4 separate regions of the Zea mays genome follow, and all the other regions are linked to region 2. Evidence: chromatin contacts called from public Hi-C data. All regions are on one chromosome and are shown on one strand. The core of a region is the stretch at or near the end of the contact, and the rest is flanking DNA. Distances in the headings are between cores, read along the strand shown. Region 1 holds the start of LOC100272615. Region 2 holds the start of LOC100284303 (polygalacturonase inhibitor 2). Region 3 holds the start of LOC103641996. Region 4 holds the start of LOC100276690 (60S ribosomal protein L31-like).

Region 1 (5,955 bases), core at 414-2,913, 190 kb after region 2:
TCGTTGCGGGCTTGCAGGTATTGCACGTCGTAACGGCCTTAAATTCAGTCGAGTCCGTCATCCTGCTGACTGACCTAAGCAAACTGTCGGCAGAGAGGGCGGGCGGAAGGAGCGACGGGTGGTTTCTGCACGCCTTTCTGTTCCGCAGGTGCTCATTTGACGAAGAGAAACGGAGCTCGCTGTTCGACGAAGAGAAGGTGTTGCGGTTGTCGAAATCCGAGAACGCCACCTCGTCTTCTAGGCCATCATGATCATGGTCCAAACCGATGCCGCTCCAGTTCTCGGACAGGCTCCTGTTATCTTGGCGAATGTAGTTCGTTCCACCCAAGTGCTCTTCATCATAAGTCTGGGAATTCATCAAAGCAAGCAGCAAGGTTCATGTTAAAACAGCACGAACTGGAAACCGAAAGTACAGCATCATGAAGCAAAACGTGCACGATCCATGGGAAAATGTTGTACCAGCAGCAGGCAACACATTGAACACAACCATTTAATGTTTTCGTAATTTCAATGGAGGCATGGTACTAACACCATGCTGGTCAATTGATTCTTCATGTTTGCGAGTGTGAGTCAGTACACTCTACTTGTAAGCTGGCATCCCCGGCCAGTTCTGGGTCATTGTGGTTGTGGCCATCCTCCCTTGTGGTACGCTGCCCTTAAAAATCAATTGGTCAAGCACATCGATTTTTAGAGTCCAGGAAACCATGGATTTTTAGTTTTTTTTTAAAAAAATGTAATGACGTTCCACTATGCAGCAGAACAACCTTTTCAGACATCATCCTGACAGCTTAAACAAAGCTCAGTCTAATGCCGAGGAAATGGCCCATCATGCTCCGCCAAAGCGTATGAGTAGGGTGTTCTTATATCCTGACAGAAAACAAGTTGAGTAGCAAAACCACGCTCATTCCTCGGCAGCTGGGAGTCCAAAAAATGAGATTTATCTTCACGAATCCTTGGTTTTTTTTCCTCCATCTAGTTGGGAGTTGCCGGGAACACCTAGACAGTAGAGGTTGATCGACCTACAGCCTTGCTTCAGTAAAATGAAATGCAACCGAGTACCCGCCTATGCTGTTCTGGGCTTGTAGCATGACTCCAACCAAACCCCATCGACCGAACTGGAACCTACGCCTCGAAATCCTAAGGTAGCCTCGCTCGCAAAAAAACATTGTCGCAACCATCTAATCGAACAGCCGCAAAATCTACGGAAAACACCGGCATGACGGAAAGGCAGGGCACGCGGATCCGGCAGGAAAAGAGGCACCTTTGGAGTTCTGACACACAAACACTTCCCTGGTGCAAGAAGTTTCAGAGGCTCGCCGGTCCGCTTACCGGCGCAAACACGGGGTAGTCCTCGGCGGCCGTGGCCAGGGGGGCCGGCGCCGGCGACGCGGCCGGCGGCAGGCGGATGACGGCGGGGCTCCGGCTAGCGCTGGCGTAGGCCCCGGCATTGGACGCGGCGGCGGCGGCGCCGCCGCTGCTGCTGCCGCCCTGGAGGAGCGCGGCGTGGAGCGCGCGCAGCTCGGCGGCCTTGGCGACGGCGGCCTGGATGTCCAGGCGCGAGGTCGGGAGGTATGCGGCGGACGAGGAGGAGGCGGAGGCGGTGGCGTCCGCGGCCATGGCGCCGGCGCGGGGTCAAACCTCAAAGGCCGGTCACTTGGGCTGCGCTGCAATTACTGCGGCTGGCCAGAGGCGGCGGGGGGGCGCTCTCGTCATTGGGGGGCTGGAAATCAATGTAGTAGTGGAGATCGAGATACTGTGGATGCCGTGGCGGAGGCAGCGAGGGGAAGGAAGGAAGGAATAATGGTTCGTTCCGTTCCGTCACTCCTGGCTGGTTTTGGTTGGCTGTTTTGTTTTTAGGGTAGGGAAATATTGGAAGAGTGCATCTTAAGGCAGGGCAGGGCCATCATTCAAACCCCCTCTCCATTCTGCTATCATCAGATTTGTGCTCACGGGATACTAGAGAGCATAGAAGCACCTTGGCTCTCTGTAGTACTCTACTCCAGGCTTTGTGGCTTTGTGCGTGCTTGACGACTTTTTGCTCACAAGGCATTGTACGTATGCTTTTGTTTCCGCTGGATATCCAGGGGGGAAAATATACTGTGTAAAAAATGAAGCCGAGCCGTACCTTTCCAGCTTTCCTTTGTCTTGTGTCCTCGCGTGCTTCCGGTGTAGTTTCTGTCTGGCTGTCTTCCTCTCTCTCCTTCTCTGCGTTGGAGCTGAGAGAAACGGATCAGAAACCGACCGTCATCATCGTCGGTCCAACACCGTGTGTCTGTCTGAGAAGAAGGAGATGCTTGCCGACGCAAGTGCCGAGAAAACGAGGCACGGGGAAATCTAGCCCCCACTGCTTCCTTGGGCTACATGCATACGCCTCTGCCCGGGGGGTCGTCGTCGGTTTCGTTGCGGGCGCGCGCACCGCGACGCACGCGGCGGCAGCCTTTTCCTTCTGCCGGGACCGGGGAACACGCACGGCGGCATGGGCCGAGCGACGTGTGGGGCCATCGTGGGAGGGAGTGGACAGGACACAGGAGACACTTGGGACTGGTGGAGTGATGAGTGGGGAAGCAACACAAAGCAATGGGCAGCAGCAGGCCAGCAGCAGGAGGAGCCGCGGCCGCGTGAAAGCAGCAATGGGAGCACGCTGCCGCTGGCTCCCTGCGCCTGCGCCTGCGTCGTCGGCGTCGGGTCTTTGTCCCTGCCGTTTGCAACGCCGGTGGGCCTGCGCTCTGCTCTGCCCGCGAGCTGCAGCATGTTTCGCCGCTCAAGGTAGCTGATAGGCCCGAAAACGTGGCAAAGGCCTAGCCAGCACGCTCCATTTCAATTCCTCGGGTCGGTGCAGTGCAATGCAACAACGGTCAAATCAATCTAAAGAGACAGGCTCCTTCGTAGATCTGTTTTGAACTGACACCCTTTAATGTCTAATAGGCTGGATGACCATGGTTCCAAGCCCAATATGATAGAGACTAGAGAGCCACACGTAAGACATCACTCTCACCTAGTACCATTTTAAAGAAAGATCAACAACCAAACAAGCTATAAAATAAGATCATGCCCCCTTTTCAACTCATATATTTTTTGTCCTCCTAATTAAGATAAAGCGTAATATTTCTCTTATCGGTTAATATCTTATATATCGGCCATATGTTGATTTTAATATTAAACCTTTTATAGGTATTAAATATTATTGTGTGGTATTGCAGTGCATACCATTGTACTAGTCTCTACTACTTTAAAACACCAGCCTCGTACGTCGTGCGTCACATATGAAGTGTGTAGGCTGTCATGACCTATCTCTCTCCCTCGTTTCTGTTGGGCACCAAAAGTGACCTGCGGATGGATCGGCCCGGTCCCGAGGTCGGACGGTCCGCGCGCGCGTAGAGAGATTTATTTGTAACGAGTCCAACCCCCTCCTCTATAAATATAGAGGAATACGACCGATTTGTACATCATCAATCGAATCAATAATCAGTTTATCTCTCGTTTTTTCCTTAGGCATTAGGAGTAGTTCTAGTTTAGCCTCTCAATCCCCAAATTCTTTGCTTCTCTTCGGCTCTACGTCGATTAGAGGTGTCTATGTCGGCCTGCTGACACTAGACAACACCTATAATCTCTTCTCCCAATGGTGTCCCTCCCGAGAGCGAGATTCAGGCGCCGTCGACGAACTCCGCCGCCCCTGCGCACGCGCGGACCGTCCTGCCCGTCAGGAAGGGAACCCAAGCCATGTACCAGGTCACGGACCGTCTGACCACTGGCCGCGTCCGCGCCTGTGCAGAGAGCACCGCCGCCGGTTCTCAACGCAGTGATTGGCGGCCAGATCGTTGCTAACAGTTTCCTCACCTAACAGTAACAAATGGGCCAAATAAGATATTACACCAACACGACAGAAAAACCACACACAGAACAACGTTCTCATATAGTACCACATCACTTTCTGAAGGAACTCGAACGACCAAATGAGCTATAAAAAAGGTGTGGCTCATTTTGGCTAAGATAAAATGTGATATTTATTGCTAACAATTTAGTATCTTATATGTGAACCAAATGTTCACTTCATATTAAACCTAATTTTTATGGTTATTAAATATAATCGTGTACCGGCGCATTACACGTGCATTTAATATTTTCTTTACAACCGTCGTTGTTAGTAAAAAAAGACACAAGCCGATACAATGTGCAAAGGGAAGGGAAACAATATATTTCTCTCTCATTAACTTTTGTCGTAGTCTGGTTTTACTGCTCTAAAACTATACATCTAACCCATGAACTCTAAAAAAACACGAATTACCTCAATGTTATGTTTAGTGATTTTTGGAGACAGTTCTTCTTTTTAGGTAGAAAACTAAGGACATTAAACCGTAGAGAATGTCTCCAAAGTTACAAAACCTAAAAAATAAGAGAGAGAAGATTGTGAAACAATGATTCCAAATAAAATATTTGGATACGCGAAAATATATTTAGATGCCTTTTTAAGGGAATATATTGAATGCAAACTACGTTTTGGTGCAAACCCCGTGCAAATCTATTAAAAAACTTTCAAAAAATTCTAAAAAAGCATGAATGTACATATGAGCTTACCTCATATATATATATATATATATATATATATATATATATATATATATATATATATATATATATATATATATATATATATATATATAAAATTTCATGGTCAAATTCATCTTACTCTAGCAGTTACAAAAAAGATAATTTTTGGTGCATTTGAACTATTACTAATTATTAGAATTTTTGTCTTTTTTGTAACTGCTAGAGCAAGATGAATTTGACCATGAAAAATTTTGTATATAGATGAGGTAAACACAGATGTACATTCATGTTTTTTTTCAATTTTTTTGGAACTTTTTTAGTAGATTTGCACGGAGTCTGCATCAAAACATGATTTGTATTATATATGTTCCCTTCTTTTAATTATATACATTTATTAATTATATACATTTAGTTCTAGTAAGGTTATACTACAGCAATAGTGGAGAGAAATAAAATGAACTTTTTTTCAGCAGAAAAGGCAGCACCAGCCGGGCGGCCGGGCCTGTAACCACCGCACGGAGTGGATCTGATTTCGCACCCGGGCCAACTCAACGGCCCAAAGACCGTAGGAAGTGGATCCATTCCGTAAACCTCCAAATGGGCCGGCATCTTCCTTCCTGCTTGTCAGCTTGTGTGTGTGTGGGGGGTTCCTGTGGAAGATACGTCGAACCTGGACGCTTAGCTCAAAATGGCGTCCAAGTTCAACGAACCGCCGCTACTGTACATGGAAATGCAGATGTGACGATTGGCCGGGGGGCATTCCTGCGTCTCGAAAACGGAACGGGTGGAGACTGAATCAGCAACGCATCGTCGTCGTAATGGCAAGCGATAACAGCGAGCGTAGCAATCTTTTTTTTTCTTGTCTTATTCACGGCCAAAATCCGGTGATGATGTCGAAAAACGCGAGGAATGCCGCCGTCACGCGTGAGATCGGCGAGGAATGCCGGCTCGTTTTTTCTCTCCACGTCACGAGACAAAACAGGAACAGCTTGGTTTCCCCGTGTTTGAGCTGTCAGTACAAGGAAAAGGAATTAACCCCGAGCACTTTGGCTCTATCCGATAGTAATTTTGATTTAGGATTTGCTTCGATTTTTTTTTGGTAAATGAAAAGATTTGCCTCATCTGGTATATATAAAAATCACGAGAACACAGAGGACGGTCGGTTTCTCGCTTTTGAAGGATGGAGATGCCTGTGGGTGTGGCCAGGATAAATTTGGCCCGCTATGACGGAACGGAACGGTTCTCCGCTGCAAAAATCAAAACGATTCTTTTCTATTTTTATAGATAGAAGATGAAATCCTGCGGTTATTACAAATAAATAACAGCATCACGCCTGGCACAGCTCAGTAGTCCGTGATCTTCCGTGGAAGATGAGGTGTGGCCTACCTCACACGCCACTGCGCGGTG
Region 2 (5,774 bases), core at 1,276-3,775:
GCCAATCTCTCGTTGAGGTAATATTTCAAAGATACCTCATCCGATGATAAACGAGTAGTTTGTGGGAGGCGGAGAAAGGCTGGACTGGGCTGCACTGGGAGCTTGATGTGGGCTTTCGAAGTGAATCGGGCTAGACTTGGTGGCCGATACGAAATGGGCTACCAATTGCGTTTTCAGACTTCCGTAGAGTTTTCACAACAACGACTTCGGCGAGCTCTCTAGTATTTTAAAAAAGGGGGAAATGATTGTCATTTTAATTAGAGACAAAAACTAGAAATTTTAAAACTTTAGCCAGATCTGTAAAGAAATTTTACCAGCATCAACTAAATAACTACATATTAAGACATAGTCCATGATTAACATTACCCAGCAACAGCTAGTGCATGGCCACTCAGCAGTAACCATTCATAGTCTGGTCGCGCTAGCTGTCGGTTGTTGAGTGAGACCTGCTTGGAATTTGAACTCTGCCTCTGCTAGTTATTTAGGCCCTGTTTAGCTCCAGAAAATTTTGTAGAGTTAATGGAGCAGATTATTAGGTGCTCCAGAAAATCGTAAAGCTGAAACGGTAAATGTTTAGAAGACATTTTGATAAGTCACTAGAGCTAGAAAGTGTAGTCATCCTAAACACCTCCTTATTTACGTTGTCGGTGGAGTAGGACGGCCGCATTTTTACAATTAATGAGAGCTGAGCACGCACTTGATGACGAACAGACAAATGCAATGGCAGAGCAACGAGGAGGAGTGGGGGGCGGTGGAGGAAGCGAAGGGCTGATAGACTCGGGAGTCGGGATGGGTGAACGTGTGCGTAAAATAACGCACGGACACGACAAGGCTGAGCATTAACCACACTTTTTTTTTTTTGCTTTCATTCGTTCAGACACATGGACAAACCCCAAGCGTGGCCCGGAAGCGAAGGGCCTGATAGACTCGGGATGGGTGAACGTGACGGCGACTCTAACGACACATCACGGACACGACATGGCTGAGCATTATCCACACACGAGCTTAATTTTTGCTTCCATTCGTTCAGACACATGGACAAACCACTAGCATTTTTAAAAAGTAAATAAAAGAAGATAAATAAAAAGAAAGAAAGAAAAAGACAGGCACATGCAGCACCGCGAAATCATCATGATGCATGTCATGTTAACCAAGCCGCACGAATATGTCTACATGCTTCCCGCGTATGGGCGGGCTAGGGGTGTCACGTGCACTTGCCGAGCGGGCCACCGCAGAGGCAGCTGTTGCCGACGAACGACTCGGCGCCGAGGCGGTCGAACGGCGGGCCGGCGGGGATGGTGCCGCACAGCCGGTTGTGGCTGAGGTCCAGGTGGCCCACGTACGCCGCCGAGGCCAGCGACCGCGGCACGCCGCCCGTGAGCCGGTTCCGCGATAGGTCCAGCAGCATGAAGTAGGAGCGCGGCGTGAACGCGTCGGGGACGCCGCCGCCCAGCGCGTTCCGGCTGAGGTTGAGCATCCCGAGCCCGCCGCTCCGAAGCAGGCTCGCCGGGACGCCGCCCGACAGCCGGTTCCCGCCGAGGTACAGCGTCGTGAGCACGCCGCTATTCCCGGGGCCGGCACCCAGACCCTCGGGGATCGCGCCCGTCAGCTGGTTCTCGGAGAGGTCGAGGTCGGCGAGCCGGGGCAGCGACGCCACCGACGCCGGGATGGGGCCCGACAGCCGGTTGCGCGCCAGCAGCGCGCGGCTGAGCATCCGGAGCCGGCCGAGGTCCGGCGGCACGCGCCCGCTGAGCCGGTTGCCGGCGAGGTCGAGGTGCTTGAGCTCGGTGAGCGACGTGAGCGACGCCGGGATGCCGCCGGACAGCTGGTTGCCGGCGAGGTTGAGCACGGCGAGGCGCGACTGCCCGCCGCCCAGCGGCGGGACGGCGCCCGTGAGGCGGTTCCCCGGGAGCTCCAGGACGCGGAGGTACGGGAGCGACGTGGCGACGCAGGCCGGGATGGGCCCCGAGATCCGCTTCCAGTCCGCCAGCACCAGCGTCGAGAGGCGGTCCAGGCGGCACACAGCGTCGGAGACGTACCCGGACATGACCCCCGACGCGGGCCGCCCCGCGGGCGCCATCACCGCGTCGTCGGCCTCCCCGCGGAGGGACAGGTCCGCGACGCGCCCCGTGGTCGGGTCGCAGGCCACGCCGTACCACCCGGCGCAGCAGTCCGTGCCCGCCGCCCACGTCGAGAACACGCCCAGCTGCCGCTCCTCCTCCGACAGCGCCGCGCGGATCGAAAGCAGCGCGTCGCGGTCCGCCGCCGAGCACTCCGACGCGGCCAGCTGCGTCAGCGAGGCCAGGGCGGCAACAACCACGAGCGCCACGGCGGTGGCTGCAGATGCCATTGCAGGCTTTGCTTTTTTGCTTGGGCGGGACGCGGGGAGTGGACGACAGTGCTCGGTGAGTGGTGACGAGCTTCTGAAAGAGATTATAGTAGAGAGGGTGGCAGTGGCACTGGTGGGCTGGTGGCAGTGTGGGTGTGGCATGCATTGACGGTTTTGTCCTCGCGTCCGCTAGCATTCTGAGCTAGAATGGGGCACGTGCATGCAGCTGCAGCTGCCCGGCGGCGAGGCGACTTTACCTCGTTGCCAAAGCTGTGTCTCTGCGACTGCGAGGTGCGTCACTGTGCTGGTCGCGGGAGGGAGTACCGAGGAATGATGGCACGATCTGCCCGCACCAAACTAGATTGAATGCTGCAGCCGTCTGGATCTCGACCGGGCAGAGGATCCGTCGCCGGAGCTGATCATGATCATGATGCTGGCGTCCACGCCGTAGCCCCCCGGCCCGGCCGATCAAACCCGATATCGTGTGTGATGGCGACGACGCGGCGATGGTGGCGCCCCATGCAGGGCCAGGACCGCGCCGGCGTCGACCGTGCGTCAGGAGACCCAGGAGTCCAGGACCATCGTTGCCCGTCGGCGCACCGTCCCGGTCACGCCCGACGGTGCTCTTACAAGATCTTGTAGACTCGTGCGTGGCTTGTCTGTCAGCGATGTGCCGTTTATATGCTAAAATTCTTCTAACTTAATTACGATGATGTATGTTTTTTTACATGTTCGGTAAAAAAGGCGACCTTTTTAAATTAGATCTTCAAGCACGATTAAAAAACAACATCTTTAGTTACATCTTTCGTTCGTAGACCGTCGGTTGGGCAGACAGGCAGCGCATGTGGCGTGGGTGTGGCCTTCTCGTTGCTCTGCTGCGTGCTCGTGAGGATGGCCAGCCGGCTGGCCTGGTGCGGGGTGGGCTGCACACGTAACCGCGCACATGGATATGGATGGGTGGGTGGGCTCACCGGCGGTGCACGTTCGTCTGCATGCTCTAATTTGATGTGAACGAGTGGCCACGTGGCAGAACCAGTGCGGCGGCGGACTGGGTCAGAAGAGTCGGGACCGGACCTGGGGGCTGGGGCCCAGGGGCAAAGCGTGCCGGCGGCACGGTAGGCCTCTAGCGCTCACGTCACGTGATCCCCGGGCCCGGAGTTAAGGGTCGGTCGGTCGATCGGCGCCCAAACTTGGGTTGCAAGGGAACGGGGAGTCCCAGCAGGAGTACGTGCTTGGCTGCTTGCTACTGCGACTATATACATGAACGAGCAGTTCTTTTTTTTCTTTCTTTTACTGTAAAACGCAGATATGTCCGGCAGCCATGCATGCAGGAGGGAGGGAGAGAGGGGGACCGGAGGACCATCCTTTGCTGCTAAAGCTGAAAGACGACGAGCTGCCTGCATGCAGCATGGATCCCGCCATTTGCTCGTAGCTTCTTTACCTCCTTCCTTTCTCTCCGCGATTCTTTAATCTTTAGTGGTGACGAAGGGGCTTGTTTTAATCTTTAGTTACGATGTCAGATCATACTAAGATCTTGTTTCCACATCAAACTACTCAAATACATACATACTAGAGTGAGTACATAAACATCTACTAGTTGAGTGCCCGTGCGTTGCTACGGAAATCATATAAATCTGTGTTTTCTACTATGCAACGCGAGGGATAGATATTATTAGAAGTCATTTTTCTATCGGACCTAGTGGAGTACCCGTGGGTTGCTACGAAGACCATACAAATCTATGGGTTGCTATCGAACCTAGTGGAGTACCTTTTGTGTTTTTAGACCGATTTTTATTTGATGATCTTGTATGCACTTGAATGGCATAATATTTGCATCTTCGATGTTGAGATCATCTACATGAGAATTAATGTGTATGTATAATGTGTTTTATGGTTAAGAAAATAAAGAAGAAAATGCATGAAAACAAACTTTAAGCAAAGCAAACAAAAGGTTAAGAAAATTAATGTATTTCATATTATTTTAAATAGCGGGGATTTTCAACATGAAATACATATCCATTACTAATTTCACTATTTATATCAGTTGGACATGATTGGACATGATGCTTGTCAATCTCAATTTCTGTTATGTACATAACTAAAGCTACTTCCTGCCACAAATCTCAATACGTAGTGTGCTGGTTCTTCAAGCTTTTTGCAAGGATCACAAATTCTAATAGGTGAATCACCTTGTCCACGTAATATCATCCTTTGCTGGGTACAACTGCTGTAGAACAAGCCTCCACATCTTTGGCAATGATACTACATATTAAATCAAATACACAAAAGTTAACACAAATCTTGTTGAGATCGTAATGTTAATGAAGTTGACCTTTCAATTGAATGAAAAATTCAGAAGAGCCAAATTAAGCTTCGAATTAATAAAACAACAAAAGGAGGGGTGCACATCTATTCAGAATACCATCACTGCAACAGGAAAAAACAAGAGAAATGAACATAACAACCCTGACACTGGGATGCACCCACCACGTAGGTGGTGCCTCATATGAACGGCTTCGGTGGCAACCCAATCTTTTTCAACATAGCCGACTATATGGTAGAGTAGAACGATCAAGGTTCTCTCAATGAAGCATAAAGTTTAAAATGAGACAGCATCATGTGTGAATTCCACAACAAAAGATCATATTGTTACAAGGATAGATCAAGTGATAAAAAATGTGGTTACCAGGATAGGTTCCTCTAGTTGTATAGGCAAAAAGGAAAACCGATACAGGAGGCAAAAATGTTTAAAGTCATTTCAAGTGCCAATGAAATGAGAACAGTCGAACAATGTGCCAAGAGGCAGCATCAACCGACGGGACTGATACTAATAAGACCATCCACACTGCACATGCCACAAAGATTAATAAGAGATTACATAAGAACCAAGCAGTGAACCAGACACCCGTTGCTGACCTTGTTAATCAACCCATCATCGACGAAGGCGTTGTTGATCTTCTTGAACAGCTTGTACAATGCCTCGACCTCGCTCACGCTGACTGCAAGAATAACAAGAAGAGGCAATGCAACCAGACAGGAAAATGATGACCAACACTGAGTACACAAAGTAAAGGAACACCTCTAGCTATCAAAATTTTAAAGCAACGTGAAGCCTTCAAAGAAACAGGACAACACTCAAGCTTTTTTATAACTAAGGGAATTGTTTATCGTGAATTCATTTTTTTCTAAAATACAAGACAATCAGATGAAATAAGCAAAGCACGTGATAAGAAAATTCAAAGCACATGTATAGTGTCTTGGTTGAAAATTCAAAGCACATACAAAGACATCAAACAGATACACAGTGTTGGAAAACCTTTTGTAAATAAAATGTGCTGAAGATAAACATTAAAATAATTCACACCGGATACTACTTGAATCACACGCATAAGGCAAACATGGCTAAAATTATAGCATCAAGCCATCCATAGTCAGCTACATATTT
Region 3 (6,073 bases), core at 206-2,705, 140 kb after region 2:
AAGGAGAAAAACCAGGCATGTTTCAGTTAACAACAAAACACTGTAGATGGATGAAAGACATGGGGCAAGAAAGATGCTGCTGCATCAAGAACCCCTTACTAAATAACACAGAAAATAATCCAGAGACTAACCTTACCCCGACAAGATGCAGGCCAACTGCAGATGCTGCACATGTCCTTGCAATGGACCCTGTATTTCCTGGTATCTGTGAAGTAGTCACCCATAATTCAGTAACGACAGCATAAGCAAGTCAAAAAATCAAGTTAATAGTGTTATATTGCAACTAGTTACTAGTTTGCAACACTAGTATGGCATGCCTTAATCCAGGTAGTATTGCACGGCAAATATATAGTTACTGGCAGGGCCGACGGCAGAGAGAGGCAGAGGGGGGCAATGTCCTCCCCTAATCCTTTCCTAATTTTATAGAAGTCATTATCATTAAATTTCTTAGCTAATCACCCTAAAAATAACGCAAAATACCCTCTAGCGGCCCCTCTCAATCTAGTTTGCCCCCCCCCCAACCAAACTTTAACTCTGGCTTCGCCACTGGTTACTAGCTTACCCACTCACCCCAACCAAACTTTAACTCTGGCTTCAACCTATTGTCCACCGAGCAAAACAGCAGGTAGATTAGGATATCTTGTATTATCCATTCAACACATGTTATATGGTATTGTTCATGTGGTGTACGATTTAAAGTAGTAGAGTGCCGTTCTGTGTCTGTAAAAACAGATTAGACTAGACCCCCTCTCTCTATCTCTATATTTATTTGTATGCCGACAGATCATACAAGGGTTAGAGTTATTCTCTTCCGTATGATGAACCGAATCTATCAGATTTAGGCATCCTCACACGTGGGAAGTTGAACAGACAATATCATCACAAGGCGCAGTGCGCCACTCCCAACTCTTCTTATACAACCAGTGACCGTATAATTCGAGCTCAAAATGGAAGACAGACTATATATCGCATCCCATTGCATCAATAGGATAGAACAGCAGTCGGCCACATGAACGAGAGAGCTGAAACCTCAAAAAATTAAGGCAGCAGTTAGTACTTACTACCACTTACCAGCGGCGAGACGAGCACGACATGGAGCATCCTCCTGGCGCGCGCCACCTCGACGCCGCTCCCCACGGGGCCACCCGCGGCGCCATTCCCATCTCCATTAACAGCGACTGCAGAGACGTTTGCGAGCGTGGGGAGGGACGTCAGATACACAGACACGCCGGAGCGGTAGGAAGTGGAGGGGGGAAGTGGGGGAATCCCTTGCCACTCACGGGAGCAGAAGGCGGCCATGCGGCGCTGGCGCTGGCGCCGGAGCCGGGTGGCACGCGCGGCCGCGAACCCACCGAGGCCACCGCCGCCGCCGCCGAAGTAGCGGTGGCCTAGCGCGCGCAGGCCGGCCTCCATCTGTTGCTCTCGAATAATCCGACAGCGATCGGAGGGATAAGGCGGAAGGGAAACGGGCCGTGGGCCTTCGGTCCGAACTGCTTTGTGCTGCAGTGATGGGCTCCCGGGTTCGTCGCTACGGGAAAATGTGGAGTGGGCCAGCTGACTGCTCTGGACACGGTTCACGTCGAGCAGCCACGGAATGAGGAAGAGGGGCACCAAAACAAAAAGTCGCTCGAAGCGAGTGTGCCGGGTCCAGTCCAGCCATCGCGGTCCTCCCCTGTATTGAGCACCTGTCCTGTCCTGCATACCCAGAGATAGATTGCGCTGCCTCCTCTTTCTTCTGAAATGGCAACACACTCAACCTCCCATAAATGGCCGATATATAAACACGACACGCACACCTAGGTAGCTAGCCACTCGCCACCCACGCAAGCGAGCGAGCGACGCCGAGGCGCGCAGATCGGAATCCCCGCCCCCGGTTCCTCCTCGCTCATCACGCCGTCCACCGGCTACCGGAAATCCACGTCCCACAGCCGGCTCGTTGCGCTCGCAAATGGCCACGAGGGCCGCGGAGGCGCCATCTCCCCCGCCGCCGAGAGAAGAAAGGACATGAGCAAACTCTAGATAGCGAAGCGGTTGGGCTTCCTCCTGATCTCCTCCCGCAGCTCCCGCTCCAGCCTGCACCTGCGAAACACGAGGGAGATGCCTGTGCCCCTCTCTCCCCTGACGCCCCTCCTTCCCGCGCCCCTCCCTCCCCCACCACCTCTTCCTCCACCTGGGTTGCAGGGGCTCTCACGCAAAGCCCAGAAGCCGGCGAGCAGAAAATCTCATTCTCCCTGGACAAATTCGCAAAAGAGCAACGCAGGGGGAAATCGGCCTGGTTCGTGGATTCCTGAAGAGCATGGATGGGCCGTGAAAGCGGATGACCCGAGGAAGGGGCAGCCAAGGTGTCTCGACTCGGGCTCCATCTCCAGGGGGTGGATCGCAGCCCAGAAGGCTGGCAACAAGTTGAACGAGGTAGGGTTTCCTCTTGATCTTATTGGTGCTCGATCCCCAGAACACCTGTCCGTGCTTCTAGCTTCGCTGTGGGCGCTGCCTACCCACAAGCGGAGAGTTTCTCTGGAGGGTGGCGATCCATCCCTTTCCGCCCGCCAGACTTTGGTCCTCAGCCAGGAGGGGGAGGGGGTGAGCTCGCTGGTGAAACTTCAGAGAAGATGGACCCAAGGCTGAAACCCTCACAGTGGGATCGGTGGAACTCTAAGGAGGCGAGGAATCCACCCAATGCTTGGGGAAGACACCGCAATATGAGCTGGCGACTCCGACCCTCACACGTGAAATCTGAGGGAGAGGTGATTGGATCATCATCTGGTGACATGAATAACCCAGGTAACCCTAAATCCCCGACTCTCCCTGGGATGCTGGAGGTAGAAGGAAGTCGTCGCACATTCTGCCAAAAATGCGGTGATGAAGGTCATCATGCCAGAGATTGTTCTAGGGCTTTGTGGTGTGATATCTGCATGAAAGAGACTCATGTAACTGCGAAATGTGTGTGGCCAAGACAGAACAAACCTATTATGCCATTAGTGGGAATGGCAGCAGATGGTTTGAGTTTTTACTCCTCTCAGTTTGGAAAGAACATTTCCAAAAAAAACAAAGAGGAGCCTGTTGGGATTAGTCAAAATTGTGGAGGGGATTGTGTCTGCTGGTGATCTGGAGAGGGATTTTAGCTTCCATTTTCCATGGGGACGACCCTGGAAAGCTGATAAGTGTCATCTTGGTTTCCTGATGCAATTCCCATCACAGGACAGGCTTGATGAACTGACCAACTTTACTGAGTTGAAGATGAAGATTTCAGGGGTTAAGATTGTAGTAACTGTGTGGAACTCTCAGGTTTTGGCTAAATCCAGATTGCACTCAGTTTGGATTAAGGCCGATAATGTGCCTGAAGAATTGTTGAACTATCAAGCCATATGTGAGTTGGGTTCGGTTTTAGGAGCTGTGGAAGAAGTGGATCTGGCCGCTCTGAAATCCAATGACATGGTTAGATTTAAAGTGCATGTGAAGAGCATCGCGAGGATTCCACCTGTCATTGAGATAGGAGTCAAGCATCTCTTATATGACATTTATTTTAAGGTGGAAAAGGTAGAAACTGAAGGATGGAATGAGGAAGAAGCTAGTATGAGAAAGAGATCTTCTGTTGATTTACAGCCGAACGAGTTCGGTTTGGGTGACAATGGAGGGAAAAAACCCAAAAGTGATATTCATGAAAGTGGGAAGGTCCCTCTGATTCCTGTAAATCAGAAAACATCTTCCTCTGAGTTTAAAGAAGCAATGTTTGCTACAGATCCACAAACCAATGAATGTGACAAATGCAATGAAGAGGGGGAAAATCTGGGGGATGAAAACAATGAGAAGGTAGACTTTGAAGACAGTGATGAAGACCTTCTTAGTTCCCAAGAGCTTAACAACTTTGTGAAAGGAATGGGTGTTGAGATAGCGGATGAGCAGGAATTGGAGATGGATGAGGGTGAACTCCTCAAAGTTCAAGATGAGCAACAAACTGGTAAGGATAAAAAAGGTAAAGCCAAGTTGGTAGATCAAGTTGAAGGCACAAGGAAAAGTAGCAGACTGGAGGCAAATGAAGATACCAGGATTACGGACAAAGCCATCAACAGAGCTGAAGCGAAGGATGCCTTCTTGAACATAGGTAACAACCCCAACCCTTTCTCTATCTTAAATTCTGAAAACAGCTTGCTGATTGATATAGCTAACAAACTTGGGGTGAATCTGGGAAAAGATGATAATGAAAGATTAGATAACTTAGAAATGATCAAGTGCTTAGAAGAAGAACGTGCCAGGGCTATTATGCCAGACGTTGGTGCTGATGATATTGATAATAAATTCGCTGGTAATTTAGTGGAGAATGAGGATCCTTCGATTATGGATAGAATTGTCCAAGAGATGATAGAGAGTGAATCAGAAGGGAAAAAGAACAAAACACCAAAGAAGAAGAAAAAATACAGAAAGAGAAAAAATATTCTCTGAGGAAAAAAAAGGGTTCTCCAAAAATTAGATATACATCTAATAATAGGAGATGCCTGAAGCGTCATCAATGGGACAACCAAGTATCTGAATGAAAGGGGTAATATGGAACTGCCAGGGGCTTGCCAAACCCGGGAAATTTGAGTTCATTCATGAACTCATAAACAAGGAAAAAATTGATTTCATTAGTCTGCAAGAGACTAATAAGAAAGAATTTGGGCAGAACTGGTTACTGTCTTTAAGCAGTAATAAGTTGTTTAAGTGGATTTCTTCTCCCCCTAATGGTAGATCAGGGGGTTTGCTGGTGGGTTTTAATTCAGACACTTTGGATGTCTCGGACATTCAAATCAAGGACTTCATGATTGTGTGTCGGGTGCATCACAAGATTAAAAATCTTTCTTGGACTTTTGCTAATGTCTATGGGGCAGCTCAAGCGGTTAATAAAGATAATTTCTTAAGCGAGTTAGCTGCCACTTGCTCCCACTGTAGTGGTCCCATTCTGCTAGGTGGTGACTTTAACATTTTGAGGAGTAGTGATGACAAAAATAAGCCTTATGTTGCCAATAGATGGACGCTTCTCTTTAATGCCATCATTGATCAGCACGGTCTGGTTGAGCTAGATCTAACTGATAGGAAGTTTACATGGTCCAATAATAGAAATCCTCCCACTTTTGAAAAACTTGACAGATTTCTAGTGAGCCCTGATTGGGATTTATTATACAGCAATGCTAGGGTTAGAGGGCTGAACAGATTTCTTTCAGACCATGTTCCTTTGATGTTAAGCACTGAGGATTCAAAAAAACCTGTTGCTACTTTTAGATATGAGTTGCTCTGGCATAAAAAACCTGATTTTAGAGAGTTGGTTTGTAGAAGTTGGGAGCTTCCAATAAGGAGTAAAGGAAGTCTTAACATTTGGAAAGAGAAAGTTAAGAGACTCAAAAAATACCTTAAGGGTTGGAATTTCAATGAAGAAGGGAGTAACAAGAGAAGGAGAGAAGATCTTTTGAAGAAAATCAATGGGTTAGACATTAAAAATGAAGAAGGGGGGCTGTCGGATAATGAAAAAATGGCGAAAAAAGATTGTGAGCTTTTGCTTAATAAACTTCTCTTTGAGGAAGAGATGAAAATGAAGCAGAGAGCTCGTGAGAGGTTAATTACGGAAGGAGATGAAAATACAAATTATTTTCATCAAAAAGCCAATCTCAATAGAAGGAGAATCAGGATTCATGCTCTGATGGATAAGGAGAACTTGGTTGAAGAGGAGGATGAGAAGAATCGGATTGCTACTAACTTCTATAAAAACTTGTTTGGCCCTTCTCCTATCTCTGCCATCTATATGGAGGATAGAAACATGGATAAGATTAGCGATGAGGACAGATGTATCCTCACTGCCCCTTTTACAGAGACCGAGGTTAAGCATGTAGTAGACAACTTTAAACACAATAGTGCCCCAGGCCCTGATGGTCTCCCTGCAGAATTTTTTAAGGACTTCTGGGACATTATTAAAAAGGACATCATGAAGTTGTTTGAAGACTTTTTCAAAGGAAAACTGGACATTAAAAGATTAAACTATGGTGTTGTCACTTTAATTCCTAAAGTGGACAAGGCTATAGATATGAAAAACTTTAGACCCATT
Region 4 (6,035 bases), core at 493-2,992, 220 kb before region 2:
TTGGAGTATAGCAGCGGCAATATGTATGATATTCATGGCTCATGCTCGCAATTTTGAATATTATTTTTCTAACCCATTTCTTTAAGCTTCTGTTTGTTTTCAGTCAAACTTGAGAATAAGCGCGGATGGAGTAAGCTCGATAAGTGGCAGGTTACTTCTAGGTACGGCCGAAGTTATACCACCTGGTGAACTCGTAGATACAACTGGCGCTGGAGATGCATTCATTGGAGCAGTTCTATATGGTCAGTGTGCAATGTTTCCTTTTCCACGCCACATATTGCTGCAAAAACTGGTTCTTCCATTTATTAGTGCTTCTATTTTGTTGGTGAAGCTAGTCAACTTCCTTTTTTTCTGAAATCAGTTGTGGCAAGCTAAGCAATTACTTTCCTGTGTTATATCGATAATGGTCCGTACCTAAGTTGTTGAAGTTCCTCTTACATAACGCTCTTTACATTATCATAGTAACCAGTGCAGAACATTACGATACCGAAAACAAACACATCGCATCACCTGCTTGTATCCTACTGTTGTTTCTTTGTGGTGATGTGGTCTCAACCAGGAGTACTTTGTTTAGTTGCAAATGTGATTCCTGAGTCAGTTTTGAGATCTTTACTACTTGGCCATAAATTTTGTTCTTTTGGACTAGGTTTATGCACCAGCATGCCACCGGAGAGGATGCTACCTTTTGCTGCACGAGTGGTAAGGCACCTTTCATAAATGTACTCTGTTGCAACTTGCAAAATACTTAGAGGAAGATGCCACGTGTAATTGCACATCAGAATGCATGGGTTGCTCGCCTTGTTCTCTTATAGATGGAAGTGTTTGTGTGCAATACGCAGGCTGGTTGTGGTTGCAGAGGTCTGGGGGCTCGAACCAGCCTTCCCCATCGCGCAGACCCACGCCTGGCTGGCTATTGATCCGAATTCAGAAGGGCTGCATCCTCCATGACCACCTGCCTGCACCCCGTCCAATGGTTGTGAATATTCCAGTCCCGATCAGATCAAATAAGTCATCAACTATTAGCAGCACATGAAGACTATCATTGTGATAGCTATTATTTTGCGATGATTATGCAACTATATGGTTCCAACTTGCTAGCTCCAGGCATACCAGGCCTGTGCACCTTTTACGGGTGTAGAAAGTTATACAAATTCCGATTGTCACGAGGTGTGGTGTGCCCTAATCAAAGCTAAAGGTGAAATTATCAAAACGATACAAAATCGATTGTAAAGAGGTCTTGAAGTTTAAGACCCATTAAATTTTCTATCAATAAATGTAGTCTAATGTATCTATCATTCACACAAATCTTCTTTTGCGACCCATGTCGAGACTCTATGCTTTTATGTTGTGTGTCTATCTAATATAATTATAAAGCTCACTATCTAAAAATCTAATACAATAAAGTATTCCCAAATTAGAATTCGTTGTAGTCTTTTAGTGGATTTATACAATAATTCATGTATTTTATACAATAATTGATTTATACAATAATTGATGTATTTTGTATATGCTTTTATGTTCGCTAATTTGGTTTAGCGCCTATTTTTGGATCCCAGTTGCTAAAATCAGCACTATGTCTAGATGCCAATTAGAAGGTGACATTTAAGCCACATACAGCCCACGGGCCACGGGGACCGAGCAATGGGCGCATGAATGGGCTAGCACACCATCCGGCCCATGTAGCCACGTCGTTCTGTGGGCAGCTCATATAAAATGCAACCCCAGTATCCGGTAGGGTTTTCCTCTCGCGCCGCCGCGGAACACAACACCGCACCACACTACCCAGCGGAATCCGCCCACCCGCACCCGGAGCAGAGGAGATATGTCGCAGGGGAAGGGAGGAGCGTCGAGGAAGGAGGAGGTGGTCACCAGGGAGTACACCATCAACCTCCACAAGCGCCTCCACGGCTGGTACTTCTCCCTCTGGCCACCTTGCTGCGGGGGCTGCACACTGTTCTCGCTGCGAGATCTGGCTCGCTTGCGAGATTCTTCGTCTCGCTGCTGATAGTATTTAGGCGCGGTAGCGGATGGTTTTTTCTATTCGATACTACTCGTAGACGAGATCTGGCTCAACTAGTGTATGTTCTGTGTGATCAGTTATATACTATTCGTACTCTGCTTAGGAGCACGAGGAGATGAAACAGTACGATGACCTTGCCTGCTTGTGGTTTGTAGTATTTGTAGCGGCACTGGTTTGGTATTTTCCTCATTTCATTTGCTAATTAGTTTGTCGAAAGGTAAATGTAATAGGCATCTAGCTCCGCCCTTTATTACCATTTGGAATTGCAAAATTTGCTGCCAGTTAGGAATTGATGAACCTATATTGAGAAGGCAGATATAGCCTGTATATGCTCAATTAACATTCTTATCAGGTAAAATTCTAGTGACTGTTAGAGTTTGCTTTTAACAAACCATGCAAGGCTTAGAAACCTCATGAATCATGACTAATGAGATAGTGTGCATTTCATTGATTTTGGCTTTGTCTATGTATGAGTATACTCAAATTGTTAAGCATGACTAGAAGGTTGGCTGCTTTGATCCAATGTGTTTTTTTCAGTTGCTGAATGCTTATCCAAGTGTCTTCTGTTATCTGCATGACCTCTCGTTCCTGCTTGACATTGTACTGTTACTGTAATTGAAGGTTACTGAATGCCGCGATCCCACTTCTTACCAACATTTTCTCATGTCTGGCAGCACATTCAAGAAGAAGGCACCCAACGCCATCAAGGAGATCAGGAAGTTTGCGCAGAAGGCCATGGGCACCACGGACATTAGGATTGATGTGAAGCTCAACAAGCACATCTGGAGCAGCGGGATCAGGAGCGTGCCGCGGAGGGTTCGTGTGAGGATCGCCCGCAAGAGGAACGACGAGGAGGATGCCAAGGAGGAGCTCTACTCCCTTGTCACCGTCGCGGAGATCCCCGCCGAGGGCTTGAAAGGGCTGGGGACCAAGGTCGTTGACGATACCGATTAAGCTGTCGCGTTATCTACATCTTTAGAGAGTTCCTAGTTTGTATTTGCAACAGCAAAACCTTTTGTATTCACAAAGTTGTCTATTTCCGCAACAGAATTGCATGGCTAGTTTTCTTTTCATTGCTGCTGCATCCTTTTCTTCATTATCGCCCCCTGGGAAGTCGCTGCTCATGGGACAAGTTTGGAAATCTCCATGTGTGGTGTTTACGTTATCAAGTTGTGTTCCTTGGATAACTTGTCAGTATGGTTTTAGCAACTTCGCCCTGTGATGGCTTGGAATCCCCCATTTCAATGGCAGGGTGAATTCTCTCTTTAGTGTTAGGGCTAATTTGTTAACCTATTTTTCCAAAGGATTTCTATTTTTTCAAGGGAAATTAGTTCATTTTCACTTGGGAAATGGAAATCCTTTGGAAAATGGGGGCCAGACTAGCCCTTAGCTGGAACATATATCCGACAGGCTTCGCTAAATTGTTTAGGTGTGCTGTGAGGACCTTTTGTTCACTAGTACAGTAGTACTCTATTGTGATGGGAATCCTAATTGATCAGCCATCACTCTCCTGGTGGCAGCTGGCTGCAAATGTTGTGGGGTTTTGGTTGGGGGGAGAAGACACCTTCAGCGAACTTGATCAGGGCACATCAAGCTGCATTGAACTTGATAGATGGGCGCAATCCAGAGTAGCCTTAGCAGATGGGGTGCCACCGTCGGTGCAAAGCAGCATTAGCAGCTGGGGAGTCACCGTCGGCGGCCGCCATCCGACTGCGACTGGTTTCCGTTGGCCCATCACCATACACACACATACACTGATATGTTAAGAATAGTGGCGACAGCTCAAAGGTAAGCGTCTCAAGTGCCCATCAGATTGGTAGGTGAAGAGAATGTCATATCATTATAGAATTTTAACTCAATACTGTATCTGTATCTTTGCCGACACCCTCTTTTGCTGCTATATACTACAAAAGAGCTAAGATACATAGGATCGTGGGAATGTACAGTACAAGGAAGTGTTGCATTTTTACTGTAGAGATTGCTGAAGACCCCACACAAATAGGCCTTCTTGTGCTCTCATTTGGGTGGCAGTAGAAGAGATTTTAGGTTTTACAGGCTCGTCATCATCCATCACCGTTGCTCCAGCCCCCATACTTCTCTTAGGAGCGTGTATCTTGTATTCTCCATGGAAACTCCTCTCCCAGCACTGAAGTGTGCCAAACCGTTCGACGGAGAAGGTGGGGCGCTCCTGTCGATTAGGGATGCGAGGGGAGAATCCAGGTCGTCAAGGTCGTCGTCACTGGTGTACCCTCTCCTCTGCACCATTGAGGCTTTCCTGTCCAGCTTCGCGCCACCTCCTATGTCTGCCGCTCTCTCTGCCGCGTCCAACGTTGAAGGTGTGCGGTACACTATAGGGGCAGCGGTGCACGGAAACACACTGGTCACGTCTTTGTTGGCGTGACGCTCCAGCAAGCTCTGCATAGCATATGTATATCAGTGCATTTGAGTGACATTGTCAGCAAGATGTAGTGTGCAAGGCTGGAGTAGAGAGAACGAGTGGAACAAACCTCGGAATTCAGCTCTTCTAAGACCGTGCTTGGAACCGGATCAGGGCAAAACTCATCTGGGGTGAAGTTGCACAGGATCCTAGTCACTAACTGAAGGCCAATTGAGGGACAAACCTAAGAAAGACATCAGAATGTTTAACTGCGACAGAAATTGATGGTTACGTAACAAGAGGAAGCAGTGTGGTAGTTTGTCAGCTGCTATGCACAAACACTGACCTCTTTCCTGATAGATTTTTCAAGGAGCATGTCCTTTGGGAGCATCAGGAGATCACTTAGCTCATTGAGAAGTTGAAACGATTTCGTTTCAGCTGCGGCTCTTCTTTCGTCTTCAACATCTCCTATGTCCTCAGAATCATCATGATCTATGCCAAGCTTATCTGTCAGCCATCTGGACCAGTTTCCAATCTGCAGTCATTTTATTTCATATAAATTCATTGTTTGGGGTGAGGTGTAATAGCAAGACCCAACTGTATTTGTATCTAATTTTGTTCCTTAGCAAGCTACATCCTAACAAACAGCCACATAACAATTACAACAGAAAAAAGGAACAGGTAGTAATGCATAAAAAACGAGTAAATTAGGCACGTACAGAGTTCTTCAGCTGCGCGCCTGACCCAAAGCTTAGATCACCAGCTGGAATTGGTAGGACTTTTGGGTCAACAATTGGGTCAGATATAGGGTCTGTTGGTATCTCACTTGCTGATTCACGTAGGATGGCATTGAACATGGCAACATCCAAACGGGCTACACACTGCTCCATCACCTAATAATGAAGAACTCGCAAAGTTCAGAAATATACTTGCAGTAACAAAAAGAACTGCTTATTCTTTGAAACTAAGGATGTTAAAAAATACCAGTTTTGCTAATACTGGTAAACAGCCACACTCATGTCTGCCAGCACTGAGGGGGCACATTCTGCTGAATGCGTCCTGAAACGCAGCCTTCCACAGGTTAACAGAAAAGGTGCCCTGCTGCTGATCACCCAAAGCAGGACCTAGCACTCTACCAGCCTTTGGAGTTGATGATCCTTCTGCCCGTTTTTGCATGTGAGGAGTTAGTGCCTGGAAGAGAAACATCCATAAGAAAACTGACAACATGAAGAATCAGAACATATTCAGACAACAAGTAGCCATAAGACCGCAAGACAGATCCTGTGCCGAAGACTCCCAGAGTCTGAGAAAGGGATCAAACTGAGGCAAGCCTCCCCCGCAAATGTGAAGAGGCTGCTTTGAAACGCATGACCTTGTGACTCAGTGAGACAGCTCTCACCACTACATCAGGTCTGCCCTTCTAAGTAGGCCATAAGAGACATTGACTTTCTTTTAAAAAAAGAAAAACACCAGGCTAGGACAGGGTGTTCCCAGCTTCATTGAAGTGTCAGTCAGAATTTGTCTAAGACAGACATTTACCTGCCACCATACTGTCTCAACAATGCGAGAAAATATCCAAGACTCAATCTTCTCTAATGCAGCCAAAAGTGTACTTGTTTCCTGCCAATCATCTGGCAT

What was found. A called contact is a pair of places that touch in the nucleus more often than the background predicts.
Region 1: a Hi-C map of root tip shows a contact between it and region 2, with 2.7 times the contacts expected there. The contact joins the promoter of LOC100272615 here to the promoter of LOC100284303 in region 2. A contact is called at or near these places in 4 of 25 Hi-C or Micro-C datasets (bundle sheath, leaf, root tip and 1 more).
Region 3: a contact with region 2 is called in a Hi-C map of tassel, with 2.9 times the contacts expected there. The contact joins the promoter of LOC103641996 here to the promoter of LOC100284303 in region 2. A contact is called at or near these places in 2 of 25 Hi-C or Micro-C datasets (ear and tassel).
Region 4: a Hi-C map of leaf shows a contact between it and region 2, with 4 times the contacts expected there. The contact joins the promoter of LOC100276690 here to the promoter of LOC100284303 in region 2. A contact is called at or near these places in 12 of 25 Hi-C or Micro-C datasets (bundle sheath, ear, endosperm and 3 more) and 2 of 3 datasets of contacts at active chromatin or transcription factors (leaf and seedling).

What each region holds. Positions count from the first base shown.
Region 1 is chr1:192,266,318-192,272,272 of Zm-B73-REFERENCE-NAM-5.0, forward strand. LOC100272615 reads right to left here and starts at 1,664. Exons shown (of 2, transcript NM_001359663.1): 1 at 1,330-1,664; 2 at 1-346. The coding sequence starts at 1,617.
Region 2 is chr1:192,078,011-192,083,784 of Zm-B73-REFERENCE-NAM-5.0, forward strand. LOC100284303 (polygalacturonase inhibitor 2) reads right to left here and starts at 2,526. Exons shown (of 1, transcript NM_001157198.2): 1 at 1,118-2,526. The coding sequence starts at 2,491. The coding sequence ends at 1,205. It overlaps LOC103645140, which reads right to left. Exons shown (of 6, transcript XM_020542972.2): 5 at 5,246-5,328; 6 at 5,157-5,174. The coding sequence ends at 5,157.
Region 3 is chr1:192,215,872-192,221,944 of Zm-B73-REFERENCE-NAM-5.0, forward strand. LOC103641996 reads right to left here and starts at 1,456. Exons shown (of 7, transcript XM_008665309.3): 1 at 1,281-1,456; 2 at 1,072-1,178; 3 at 137-205. The coding sequence starts at 1,413. It overlaps LOC109943479, which reads left to right and starts at 1,762. Exons shown (of 2, transcript XR_002749676.2): 1 at 1,762-2,412.
Region 4 is chr1:191,857,155-191,863,189 of Zm-B73-REFERENCE-NAM-5.0, forward strand. It overlaps LOC100276690 (60S ribosomal protein L31-like), which reads left to right and starts at 1,743. Exons shown (of 2, transcript NM_001291563.2): 1 at 1,743-1,911; 2 at 2,695-3,207. The coding sequence starts at 1,823. The coding sequence ends at 2,974. It overlaps LOC100273018, which reads left to right. Exons shown (of 11, transcript NM_001147468.1): 9 at 104-242; 10 at 647-699; 11 at 840-1,287. The coding sequence ends at 917. LOC100382159 reads right to left here. Exons shown (of 8, transcript NM_001366774.1): 3 at 5,937-6,035; 4 at 5,382-5,588; 5 at 5,117-5,290; 6 at 4,744-4,932; 7 at 4,528-4,641; 8 at 3,834-4,435. The coding sequence ends at 4,091.